Regions from separate parts of the Mus musculus genome. Here region 1 is linked to region 2. A link is a contact called in public HiChIP or PLAC-seq data. All regions are on one chromosome and are shown on one strand. Each heading gives the region's core, a stretch centred on a gene start, on an enhancer-like site or on the middle of the called end of the contact. The rest is flanking DNA. Distances are from core to core; before and after follow the strand shown. Region 1 has its middle 11 kb from the start of Nmd3. Region 2 has its middle 19 kb from the start of Gm40070.

Region 1 (7,031 bases), core at 3,839-6,338, 430 kb before region 2:
TTCGGGTATACACTGACAGGCAAGTTTCAAGGCTTGAAATTGCTCTCTCTCTCTCTCTCTCTCTCTCTCTCACACACACACACACACACACACACACACACACACAGCTTGAGGGGCCACACACACGTTGCACTCTCCTCTCCTCCACTGTCTGATTTTCTCCTGTGTGTTTTTCTTTTCTCACACTCCCATACTCCTACACATTTCAGTGTGCTCTCCTTTTTTTAAAAGAATATTTTTGAAGATTTATTTATTTTACTTTATGTTTATGAGTACACTGTAGCTGTACATGTGGTTGCTGGGAATTGAATTTTTAGGACCCCTACTCACTCCAGTCACTCTCTCGGTCTGCCCAGACCGCTCTGGTCAACTCCACTCAACTCCAGTCCCTGACTACTCCAGCCCAAAGATTTATTTATTATTATTAATAGGTACACTGTAGCTGACTTCAGACAGCACCAGAAGAAGGAGTCAGATCTCATTATGGGGAGTTGTGAGCCACCATGTGGTTGCTGGGATTTGAACTCAGGACCTTCAGAAGAGCAGTCAGTGCTCTTACCCACTGAGCCATCTCCCCAGCCCCAGCGCTCTCCTTTCACTCACACACCACACACACACCTCACATGCATTCTCCTTACACACACACACCTTCACAAACTCTTCTCTCTCTCTCTCTCTTTCTCTCTCTCTCCTCACCTTTAACTTGCCCCAATCTTTTATTGTTACTCCAAAAACCAGGTAGGAAAAAAAGACATTGTATAATCATTACCAAACCAAATTCAAAAGAATGATCACATCTCATAAAGAATTAAGAAGTAAAAATTACAATTGTTCGCCAAAGTTTCAATCTCCCCCTATTCTCAAGCCTGTGGCCAAAATGATAACTGCAAGATTTTCATTATTTAAATTTTAACTTAAAAAAAAAAAGGTTTAAAGTACACTGTTGCTGCCTTCAGACACACCAGAAGAGGGCACCAGAACCCATCAGAGATGGTTGTGAGCCACTATGTAGTTGCTGGGAATTGAACTCAAGACCTCTAGAAGAGCAGTCAGTGCTCTTAACCTCTGAGCCATCTCTCTAGACCTAAACTTTAACGTTTGACTTACTATATTTCAGAACTCAGAGCTTCAAGGTCAGCTACTTGCATTTTCTTTTGAAGCTCTAAAGATAAATGACATGGGCAAAGGTGCCAGGGGGTGGCCAGAAAGAGTCAAGTTAACCCTTAACTCGTCTGTTCTCCTAGCTTCTGCTTCTGCACATTGCAGCACACAATGACTCTCCTAAGAGTCCCAGTGTTTTGACTTAGTTTTACTAGTATATGATTTTATGTATTCTGTATTTTCATATTCACACATATCCAAAGGAAACCAGGAACCACTCTCAAATGTTGTACAAAACTCATTTCAAAACTACAATAGCTTTTTCCTTTCTCGGTGTCCCAATATTGGCTCTGCTTAATTTTCTTAATTTATTTCTAAACATAATTTCTCCAAGCTTTCTTAGCAAGTCAAACATTAATATGAAACTACCATTGTGCAATTACTACATTGTTTCTAAGATGAGAGCATACAACATGCACCTGGACCATTAGGACTATGCTGTGCTGTGCCCCTGTGCCTCCATTTTTTATTGTTTAAAAATCATTACATCAAGGAACATCTAGTTTCATAGAATTTTCACCACAGCAGAAGGAGAAGGGAGTAGGAAAGTCAGATATAATAGAATAATTATGCACACCAATGCAAACTGAAAAACAGTCACGCACAAATGAAATCTATATAGCTGTTGTGCAGGGCTAGAGTTAGGAGAACTGAGAACTTTTTTACAAACAGCTGCCCACAGGCTTCTGAGATGTCTCTGCCCAGGCCTGCTGTGGTCAGTTCCTTATTTCTGATGGTGGGTCCCCTGGAGGGATGTGTCTCCCGCTTCTCAGGATTCCAGATGCCATCCATGTCATGGTATGCTGTCGCTGGGGACATTTCTAAGCTTCTGACTCCTTATTTTCTGACTTCAGCTGCCTCTGCTGTCCTGCACCGAACTGCACGGAGCTCAGGAACAAATGCAACTCCACTGCAGTCACTGCACTGACTTCCAACTGACTCCGCCCCTAACTCACTCTCTCTCATCCTGCACTGCTCTTAAATAGCGTCTTGAGAGACTTGGGTGTGTCTTCTCTCTGACTCATTCTGTGAAATCTTTCTCTAATTCATCACTTTGCCCCTCCATTAGACATCTTTGTTTGGGATTAACGGTATTGAAGGTGTGTCTGCATTCCAGCCAGATCACATAGACCTAGAAGGTCTTTAGATATGATCCCTTGCCAGAGCAGTCAAGTTGGCTAGATTAAAATTCCTCCACACTGAGTCTATTACTTGATCTGTGGATAGTGAGCACTACAATAAACATGAGAATGCAGGTATCAGAAAGGAATGCCAACTTCCATTCCTGTAGGTCCATATGGTGAGTGATAGAGCCGTGTGATAGATCTTCTATGTTTAAAGGAACATCCAAGTGACCTCCACAGCAGCCACACTTGTTCCCAGCAGTGTTCGTTCGGGGTTTCCCTTTTGCTCCTATTCATGCCAGCACTTGTATTTTGTTTTGGATTTGATAAAAGACATTACAATTAGATTATATTTTGTTTTTGAAGAATACAAATATTCTATTGCTAAAAGCATAATTTTGAAATCTTCATCTTAAAAATAACTTGGTCATAATTTTAAATGCATTTTTCTAATGAATATACCTGTCACCCAGGAGAGTGTATAATCTGAGTTTATAACAACCTGGTTGTATCCTGCTTATTTCTCTAGACTCAAGATAGTAGAGTAAATCCAGATGAATACCAGCTCCAAGGGTGTGGTAATTAGGAATAGGCAGATAAGCTAATGCATAGCTAAATCTCTTGGACAGCATGATGCTGCACAGGTGAAATGTGGACGAGGGCTATACAGTGCAGGGAATAAGAGCTCCACCTCGCGGATCTGCGCATCTAAAAGCCGGGTGCAACCCCTTGTCAGTGAGCAAAGGCATCTCTTTCAAGGGTAGTCATATGACCCATACTTCGAGTGTCTCTAGGTTGTTGTGGACGTGTGCTGGTCTGGAAGTGTATAAAGGAGAAAGAGGAAAGGCCCCTTTGTCCTCCTTCAAGCATTTCCTCCTCCCGGCTGCATGTTACCCCCAGCACTGTGGAATAAGTATTTTCCTGCCAGCTTGTCACTGGCACTATGTTGGGAAAGTTAAAAGATTTTAAACTGAAGTTTGGAGTGGACCATATGCCTATGAGAAAGGCACTTAAGAAGTGGAGGTAAGGGTTGGTGAGATGGCTCAGCAGGTAAGAGCACTGACTGTTCTTCCAAAGGTCCTGAGTTCAAATTCTAGCAACCACATGGTAGCTCACAGCCACCCGTAATGAGACCTGATGCCTGGTGCATCTGAAGACAGCTACACCATGTACTTATGTATAAATAAATTTTTAAAAAAAGAAGTAGAGGTAAGAGAATCAGAAAGTCGGGGAGGGGGCATCCTTGGCTACATAATAGGGCTGAGGTCAACCTGGTCTACATGGAATTCTGTCTCAAAAAAAAAAAAAAAAGTGGGAAAAAGACCTTAAATTAGATGTGTTCTATGGAGTAGTTTTTTTCCCACTCAACCCTGATTTTCCCTCGAACTATATAGCATTTATCAAATATAATAACAAAAAAAAGCCCTTTCAAAAAGACATTGCTTTGATAAATAGGAGAGGTGGGGAAAGGAAATATAACTGGAATGGGCTCCACTTGTATTTTTCCCCCAACTTTAGTAATTTAACACAGTTTTCAAACTGGTACACAACACGCCAAATCTAATCCATGGGTTTGTTTTTTTTTTGTTGTTGTTTTGTTTTGCTTTGTGTTGTGTTTTGGTTTTTTGGTTGGGCCTAACATAGTTTTAAAAAAAAAAAAAAACTTGAATTAGTTACTGCATCATCTGATGTTCTTATTTCTAAGCAGTAGAAATGGACTCCAGCTTATTTAGCAGAAAAAGAAATTGTGAATACAATTTCAGTAGATCCCAGAATGCAAAGGAGTGGGAATGGCAGACCAGACTTTAGAGTCCTGCAATCAGAAACACAACCCAAAATCATGCAGCTAAGCAGCTCAGAGGCCCTGCACACACAGGTACCATGCTTGTGTAATACATGGGCAATGGGGCTCACTATAGGAAATTACCAGTGTGTAACCCTACTCACTGCCCATGCCACTCAGGTACAGAGCCATCCGAGGATTCTTTGCAGTTCCTGCTTCTTTGCATAATGTTTCCCAATAGTTCAGGGGAGACAAATCTAATCTACAGAGGGGAGATGTGATACTGTCAGCAGAGGGGAGATGGTGATGTCAGTAGTGAGGAGAGGATGATGATGTCAGCAGAAAGGAGATGATGATGTCAGCAGAGGGAGATGTGATACTGTCAGCAGAAAGGAGATGATGATGTCAGCAGAGGGGAGATGTGATACTGTCAGCAGAGGGGAGATGGTGATGTCAGTAGTGAGGAGAGAATGATGATGTCAGCAGAAAGGAGATGATGATGTCAGCAGAGGGGAGAGGATGATGACATCGGCAGAGGGGAGAGGATCTGAGCAGAGGAAGGTGGTTGACCAGAAGAGGGGGAGTTGAGCCACCACCTCCTCCTAGCCTGTTCTTTTCTTGTTAATTTTTAAATAACTTCCTGCTACTCTGGCACTTCTTTCCCTTTCAAGCTCAGAGTCCCTAAGCAGGCATAGTAATTGGCACATTCAGGGCCAAAATTAACACAGTCAGAAGCGCTAAGTTAAGAAGTCTAATAGCCGGCTGTTCTTGGTAAATATTATTAGGCTGCTCTTTAGAGCCCAGTAATGTATCTAATAAATATTTATGAATGTAAAATTGAGAACCGTAAATGGCCGTGACTACACTCATCAAATATTTCTTTAAAATTCGAAATTAGCTCCTGAATAGAGTCTGCAAGTGCCTTGAGAAAACCAATTAGAACCCTAATCCCTTCTGTGGAACGATTTTGCTTCCCTCCTTCATTATGAGGCCTGTGTGTTTGCTGCTCCATCAGCTGCACTGCCAACTGTGACCCCTCTCCAATAACCTATAATCCATACACCAGCAAGCCATCAGACGGCTCAGGGAAAATGTGCTTCATTCAACCAATTCTCAGATAAACTCATTAACGTCCTCAGCTTCCGAGAGGCTAAGCAGCAGCCGGGAGTTTGAGGTTTATTTGTCGGTGGCTTGGCATATACTCAAAGCTTTAATTTCACACACAGAGGAAAGCTTTTAGCTGCAAGACTTTTTTGCACCTATTCATGGCATAACAGACTTGACTTATTCTAGAATCTTAGCAATTCATTTGTCACTGAGATTCAGTTGCCTGCTTCCTTTAAAATAAGACCCAGTCCTGGGTGGGAGGATTGCAGATCATAAATAATTTTTGCACATACTATATTCTAAAAGATTAAACCCACCAACTTCATACTCTGTTGATGTCTCTCGAACGTTAAGATGCTTTCGGCACTGAGAACACAAATCTGTTTTCGCTGTGAAGTCCTGTTCACTTAAAGCTTTGTCTTCCTCATCGATAAAATGGGATTAAACAGCACAGATGTTTGTAACATTGGTAATGGCAGGTAAGAAAATATTTGTAGCTGCAACGGCTAAGATAATGTTTGTAAACTTGCCTGGAACAGTGCTTAACACAGGTCACTCACTATTCAATAAGTAAGTCATCTTTTGAAATATAGTATAGAGACAGGGTGACTGGCTACTATACAATTAGATAATCAATGACTAGGGAAGATATTTTTCATTCTTTCTACAAGCACTTTTTTTTTCTTTAGTATATAGGGATTCAGGTTGAATAGTGTGCTGTAATACTGAGTTGCACCTGCCTCATAACAACTCTGGGTGACCTTGATCTGTTCCCCCACCCCACCCCCATATAGTGTTCCCATCACACTAAAACCGTGAAAACCCCTCACAGCGGTACAGAGCCCTATAAACAGACTGTTACCATCAGCAGCATTGGTAATTTACCTTCATCCTCGGTCTGAGCTTAAGATCAACCAAGTGAAGCAGCCTAGATGAAATCAAATCATTGTACGATCGCATTCTCCTTCTGACTCAGAGTGCAGTAAGCCAGCTCTGTTGCAACTGAGAAGACCCCTCTCGCCCAGGAAGTTGCACTGTAACGTACTGGACCCATCTGTTTTCTCCTCTCCATTTCTTTCTTTTCTTTCTTCTTTTTCTTTAATCTTTCACTGTACTCTCATATGGGGAGTGGATTATCCCCAATCGATAAGTCTGGATCTGTGAATTAAATTTACAGCCCTTCCAGGTGTGACCTCCAGAGCCATTGGTGACAGACTCTTGCTCTAGCTCCCCAGCCTCTGCCTCTTACATTCTTTCCACCTGTCTTCGCAATGTTTGCTCTACTGGCTAGTTTTGTGTCAACTTGACACAGCTGGAGTTATCACAGAGGAAGGAGCTTCAGTTGGGGAAATGCCTCCATAAGATCCAGATGTGAGGCATTTTCTCAATTAGTGATCAAGGGGGAAAGGCCCCTTGTGGGTGGTGCCATCTCTGGGCTAGTAGTCTTGGGTTCTATAAGAGAGCAGGCTGAGCAAGCCAGGGGAAGCAAGCCAGTAAAGAACATCCCTCCATGGCCCCTGCATCAGCTTGTGCTCCCTGACCTGCTTGAGTTCCAGTCCTGACTTCTTTCAGTGGTGAACAGCAATATGGAAATGTAAGCTGAATAAACCCTTTCCTCCTCAACTGCTTCTTGATCATGATGTTTTGTCCAAGAATAAAAACCCTAAGACAAATTGGTACCAGCATAGTGGGGTATTCCTGTGACAACCTGACCATGTTTTGAGGAGAACTGTGGAAGGACTTTGGAAATTTGGACTAGAAGATCCATTCGGTGTTAAGAGCTTTGTGGGATGCTGTGTAGAAGCTAGGAAGATAAGGTTGAGAACAGTCAAGAAGATGGAGGCCTGGCTTGTGAA
Region 2 (6,639 bases), core at 1,366-3,865:
ATTTGTAAATTGATATTATAAAGAATAAAACATCGGGAAGGAAGAAAATGTATGTTAAAATAAGTGTAACCAAAGAGCATGCTATTAGAAAAGACAAAGTTGTAAATATTAAGCCAAAGCCAAATTCTCCATTACTGGAATCTATTCTGGAGTCACAGGAAATCTCCCATACCAACAAAATAATAGTGCTGGAAAAAAAGTTACACATCACAATCTTCATAGCTATAGTTGTGTTTTCAGTTATTGCTAGAGCAGTTTAATATGAAATAAATAATATATAACAAATACAATTTCAGTAAAGAAAGCCAGATGATATTAATAAACTAAAATTAAATAAGTATTATATAAATATCAATATCTCTGAAACAGCTATTTGGGTGACTTTCTAGTGGCTAGACATAACAATGGAAAGGTGATTGGTTGTAAGAGAAAAGGGATCAGTGAGAATGGGGGATGAGAAGGGGTTATCTGGGGTAAGTTGATCAAAATACAGTATATAGTTAGTGTCAAGTGCTCATCATTAAACTCATTAATATTTATAATTAATATATAGAAGCATAAAAATTACAAACACATAGAAAAGAAAACTTGTTGCTGAGCAGTGGTTGGCACACACCTTTAATCCCAACATTTGGGAGGCAGAGGCAGGGTCTCTGTGAGTTCAAGGCCAGCCTGGTCTACAGAGGGAGTTCCAGGAGTACACCAGGAAACACTGTCTCGAAACACAAAAGGAAAGAAAACAAAAGGAGAGGAAGAGGAGAATAAAGACTGTAAGGAGTCTTAGTTTCTTTCCCAGTTGGTCTGACAACACACTCTGACAAAAGCAACCCAGGGAAGAAAAGGTTTATCTTAGCTCACAGTTGAAAGTTGTCGGTCCATCTCTGCAGGAAGTCACTCTGACAGGGGCATGAAGCTTCTGGTCACTTTACATCCACAGTCAGAAAAGAGAGCAATGAACAGTCCATCTCTTCTCCCATCGCCCTGCATTAGCAGTCTTCATAGCCTCCATCGCTGCTATTTTATGCACTTATTATTTGCTATCTGTATCCCCCACGGGAACACTCCCCATCAGAACGAGGCTTTGGCTTTCTACCCACGAATCATGCCAGAACCCAGGATGATTGCAAGCCTTCAGAAAGCTCTGAGTTCATATTTAATGAATGAATGTATGAATGCTTCCCAGCCACCAAGTCTTCTCCCTGGGAGAGGCTTCGGTGATAGGCTTTCCCCTGGTTTTTACATTTGCAACGGTGAGCATATAAGCCAGGGCTGTGTGGGAGCCCTCTGGCACCTGGGAAGCTCCCGGCTGGGCCCCTACATCACAGGACTTTCCGTTGACACAAAGCCCACAAGTGTATGTTTGCTAAAGTGGATAACGTCCTAACATTTACATCTTCTAACTCTAAACTAGTCCTGCTATGAGTAACAGGTCTTGGAACCATTGATTTCAAACTTATTTTAGCTCCAATCCATATTTGGTTCGAAGGATGAACAAAAGTACAAGTGTAAAACTAAAGGGAGCCTCTGTGCTCGTCTCTGGTGCAACCCCTTGCTAATGTTCCCAAAGGAGCTTTACAGGCTCCTGCAGCCTGGGATGGCACACTTGGGACATCTATCTCCTGGTATATGTGATTCTTGCTGGTAACTCACATCAAGCAGTCTCCTGATCACTGTCCTCCAAGAAGTAACTAACAAGTCACTGTTAATTAAGGCAGGAGACTTAATTCTCCTCCTTCTTCTTGAGACATGGCCTCACTCTATAACCCTGGCTGGTCCAGATCTCACTATATGAGCCAATCTAGTCTCAAACGCACAGAGCTCTACCCGCCTCTGCTTCCCAGATGCTGGGAGTAAAGACAAGTTTCACCATGTCTGGCTGTCCTTGTCTTTCAACAGATGTCCCCTGGACCTAGATAATCCAGAGTCTGCGCATCTTGGCTCACTTTCCACATTTACCAAAAGGTGTTCAATCCAGGCGAGCTTTGTGTAACATGATCATTAATGAAATGGAAGGGAAGTCCTATGAAGTCTTCTACTTTCTGCCATAAAGGTTACACACACACACACACACACACACACACACACACACACACACACACATATATATATATATATATATATATGCATGCACAAATCACTGTAGAAGGCAGACAGTGGAGATGATGGGAGATGGCTCACTGGGTAGAAGTGCTAACTATACTAACACGAGGACATGAATCCGAATCACCAGCACTCATGTAAGAAGCAAGGCATGGCCACACGCGTGACGGCAACCCCAGCTCCATGGGAGGCAGAGCAGGAAGATTCTACTGGGACTTACAGTCTCCAGCCCATCCAGGCTGCAGACACCCTGTCTCGAAGGAGTAATGTGGAAAATGACACAGCAGAGCACCTGATGTCTTCTCTGGCTTCCATGCACTCATAGGTACATACATACTATGCTGCAGGCACACACACACACACACACACACACACACACACACACACACACGAGGGTAGCGGATTGAGTCAGCTAATTGGAAATGAGTGTGCTGCCTGTCTCCTCAGGCTGAGGCACCATCACAGAAATAGCTCTTTTGTACCCGTTAGTCACGTGCCCCACCATGCTTGCAGCGGAAGCCTTTGTCTCCCTCCCAACGTGGCTGCTTCTTTTATCCTCTCAGCCAAAGATGCGGGGCTTACTTGAGCTGGGGACTATTCCGAATGCTGGGCCATCGCTAGTCAGTAGCTGACTCTTCTCTTCACTCTGCTACCTGGCATGAGAACAAATGATGATGTCTGCTGACCTGCTTTTCCTACTGCTGGCCTGGTGTTCGCATTATAAGTAAAGTTGCCAGGGTCCTCGAATGTGAGCTTTCATCTAGTACGAGGCTAAGAATGGTCACTCGAGCAAGGAGACAGACTCCCGGAGACTCGGCTCCCCACAGGAGTTCTGGGTCTGTGCAGGGTGCAGGATTCCTGCAGAAAGTGTGCTAGATGCGTTCTCTCATTATCACTTCTTCCCTTCAGAGCTATTTTTCATGTTTTACCTATAAGCAATGATCTTTATTGGTGCCCTTCAGCCGAAAGGCAAAGCTTTAGATATCATACCTACTCTGAGGGCAAAGGCTGCTGCCAAGGATCTTGTCGGCGTCCGTGGCCTATACTGACACTGGAGACCATGCTGAGGTTCATGGCACGAGCTTAAACAGAGGCCAGATGGATGTCTGTAGTCCGTGCTGTCACCGGGTACCTTGTTGTACTCCATGTTCCGCTTCTGCTGACTGGAAAGGACAAGGAAACTCCAGCAGTAGCAACAATGACTGCAGACTCACAGTGGAGAAAGACATTCTGGGTTTCTGCGACAACTGCCCCCTACCCCTCCAAAAGAAAAAAAGTAACAACCCAAACAGGAAGCCATTGAAGAGAACTCTTAAAAATTGTGATCAGGATGCTGGCGTGTAGCTTGCCACAATAGAACGCTACTGACTGGGGTATGAGGGGGGGGGGGCGGAAGGACTCACTTTTCTTTACAGGGCAGGCCACTGAGAGTTTGGTCATGTGCCAGTGACTATATGGGCAACACAAATTGGCCTTGTTTTTTCCTGGGGGAGGCCAAAAGGATGGGCATGGGGGCAGACCTAGAAGGACTGGAAAGTAAGGGTACATTTAGTGAAGTTCTCAAATAATCAATAGAAGTATGTTTAAAAAGATAAAGGTTTTATATAATAAATTTAATGTGTTTATCAGTTATCTTCCTGACATTTAGCTCCTAATTTGTAGTTTCCTAGATTTCCCTTTTAAAAATCTGAATCCAGCGGGAGTGTGGTGTTGGCGCTCCAGAGGCCGGGTCAGGGTGATTAGACACTCAAGGCTATCCTGGGTCACGCAGCAAGATTCTCCCCCGCACCCACCCCCAAGTCTGAACCTAAAGTTATAAATGTTCCCTTACCCACATGCACTTACTTATGAATACTTCCACTGGCTTTCCGATACTCTTATTTTGCTTTCTGTAGTGTATGAGTGTGAGCTCAGAGCTGAACACAAAACTGGGCAAGCCTTCTCTATGCTACGCCCAGGCCCATCCTACTTTAGTAATCCTACTTAATGACCACATTTAACTCGATGACCACACTTTAACTGCATAGATTTAAGCAGAGTCCTCACTGGTTCTATCTCTGGCCACTATTTCTTAAAGATCATTGATCATTTTTTTATTTCCTTGAATTATTTCTGCCGACTCACATTTAATTGGAATAAATTGTGCAAACATATTTTTCTCAAAGTAGGCATAGTTTCTATGTACAAAAGGGTTAAACTGGGTATGTTGTTGCATACGTGGCCGTTCCACTCACAGCCTTCTGTGTCTATCGAGGCACTGTTTCTGGTGTGTTCCGGAGGCGAAGCTCAAGGTCAGTCAGAGTGGATTCACTGTGCGGGGCTTTCCCTGGGCTGTTCACGTCTGCCCTCACCCGCTTCACATCTCTTCTCAAGTTCAGCCTCCTTCCTGCTTAGCTCCTGAGTCTGTGTCTCTGTGTGTGTCTATGTGTCTGTGTGTCTCTCTGTGTGTTTTATGTGTGTGTCTCTGTGTGGTGTGTGTGTCTCTCTGTGTCTATATGTGCTGTGTCTGTGTGTCTCTCTGTGTATATATTTCTCTCTGTGTGTCTGTGTGTATTGTGTATGTATCTGTGTGTGTGTGTGTGTGTCTGTGTGTGTTGTGTGTGTGTTCTCTCTCTTTATGTGTCTGTGTGTCTCTGTGTGTCTGTATCTCTGTGTGTGTCTTTGTGTTCTCTCTCTCTGTGTCTGTGTCTCTGTGTGTCTGTGTGTTGTATGTGTGTCTGTGTGTCTCTGTATGCATCTCTGTATTGTCTGTCTGTCTCACTCTATCTCTGTGTGTGTGTGTGTTGTATGTCTCTGTGTGCATCTCTGTATGTGCGTGTGTGCTTATGTGTGTGTGTGACATAGGCCCTAGAATTTGAATTCAGGTCATCGAGCATGGTGACAAGTGCCTTTATACACTGAGACACTTCTCCAGCCTCCATCAACTTTTCCTAATATTTATTTCTAGAATTTTCAATTATCTAAAAATAAAAGCAGTTCAAAAGTACGATCTAAATAGATTAGTTATATCTGTTATCCTGCTGCCCATAAAATCACCACAAACCCAACACTGGAAAACAACTTGTTTCCCTTCCTATGGTGTAGGGGGTTTGCTGTGTCTACCTGAGTGTGCCGCTGGGGTCACACAATTGTAATCAAGGTACTGACAGGGCTCTATTCCCACTTGCGCATCTGACTGTTTGTTGGCAGAGTCCCTCCCCCAGGCGGTGGTGGGGCTGCAGGCCATGATTGAGAGCCGCCAACATTCCTCTGGCTGCAGTGCTCAGCAGCTCCTCCAGACCACGATTAGCTCTTAGCAGCCACAGGCAGTTCTCTGCCATGTTAAGTTTCCTAAACATGCCTATAACGTCATCAAGTCAGCAAGGAGTGGTGATGTGAGTCACTGTCCTCCCAGCCAAGAAAGCACCATCTCGGGGAGTTCAGCTGCATCCTCTGGCAAAAGAATTATCCCAACTGAGCTTGTTGACCACTTACACACACACACACACACACACACACACACACACCCCAATGAGGCACGGGATCATAAGATCCTCTCCTGAATATCCAGCTTCACCCTATGATCTGTTGTACACAATTCTGCTTTAATTGTACTTGAGCTTGGGGAAGGGCTAGAGTATATAAGCCAGGCAAGACGGTGGTGGGGGGGGGTCCATCTATGTGGCTATGTGGAAGCCTTCATCCCTGAGTGCTAAAGTCTTATCATGTGCAACCTGTTGTAAGGGGAACACCTACACCCTTTAGGCAGTTCCTCACCTATGCTCTGTTAAGAGTTCCCAAAATACTCATTAGTTCTCCAGACTCAATGCCTCAGTTTGTTGTTGACCTTAGGAATAGGGGAAGACATCATTTTTGTCTCCTGCAGGGAAGACATTTTCACAACATGAGTCAATAGACTACGTTTACTAGCAAGACAGTCTTCTACAGCAAATGTCGATCACAGAAGTACTTCCCATTACCTTTGTTACATTCTTTTGGTCGGTGCAAAACAGTAGATGTGATAGTCATCTTTTTGACACTGTAACAGAAAAAAACAAAAACAAAAAATAAAAAACAAACAAACAAACAAAAATGGAGAAGATCAACTTAAAAAAGGTTGGGTGGGGCATGGTGGTGCATACCTTTAAACCCAGCACATGCAGAGGCAGGAGGATCTTTGTGAATTCCAGGCCAGCCTGGTCTACATAGGGAGTGCCAGGCCAGGTCAGTCATAACTACATAGAACAACCTGTTTCCACCCTTCCTGACACACACACACACACACACACACACACACACGCACGCACGCACGCACGCACGCACGCACGCACACCACGAAGCAAAGTTTTTTGCTCATGGCTTCAGTTCCTGTGACATCAGTTTGTTGTTCCAAGACTATGTCAGCAAAGAACATCATGGTGGAGGAAGCCTGTTAACTTCAAGGCAGGAAGAGACAGGGAAAGGAGAGAGAGATGGAAGGAGACAAGAGCCTAGGGTCCAGACATCTGCCTAACTGACCAGCTTCCTTCTTCTAAGCGCCCCTTCCTAGATACCACCGAT

Evidence for each region. HiChIP or PLAC-seq counts read pairs in DNA pulled down with a chosen protein or histone mark.
Region 1: an H3K4me3 HiChIP or PLAC-seq map of embryonic basal ganglia shows a contact between it and region 2, with 4 times the contacts expected there. The contact joins two enhancer-like sites. A contact is called at or near these places in 4 of 39 promoter capture datasets (cranial neural crest, embryonic stem cells and liver), 6 of 484 Hi-C or Micro-C datasets (the AML12 cell line, the N1E-115 cell line, the P5424 cell line and 3 more), 1 of 115 datasets of contacts at active chromatin or transcription factors (embryonic basal ganglia) and 2 of 9 other capture datasets (embryonic stem cells and macrophages).

What each region holds. Positions count from the first base shown.
Region 1 is chr3:69,707,273-69,714,303 of GRCm38.p6, reverse strand. No RefSeq gene overlaps it. Among named protein-coding and RNA genes, the nearest start is that of Nmd3, 11 kb to the left of the region's middle. Within about 2 kb of position 5,088, at least 17 of the 459 cell types and tissues checked have an H3K27ac peak or open chromatin away from gene starts, as enhancers often do. A contact at or near this core is called in embryonic basal ganglia, where this site is marked.
Region 2 is chr3:69,270,752-69,277,390 of GRCm38.p6, reverse strand. No RefSeq gene overlaps it. Among named protein-coding and RNA genes, the nearest start is that of Gm40070, 19 kb to the right of the region's middle. Within about 2 kb of position 2,615, at least 43 of the 459 cell types and tissues checked have an H3K27ac peak or open chromatin away from gene starts, as enhancers often do. A contact at or near this core is called in embryonic basal ganglia, where this site is marked.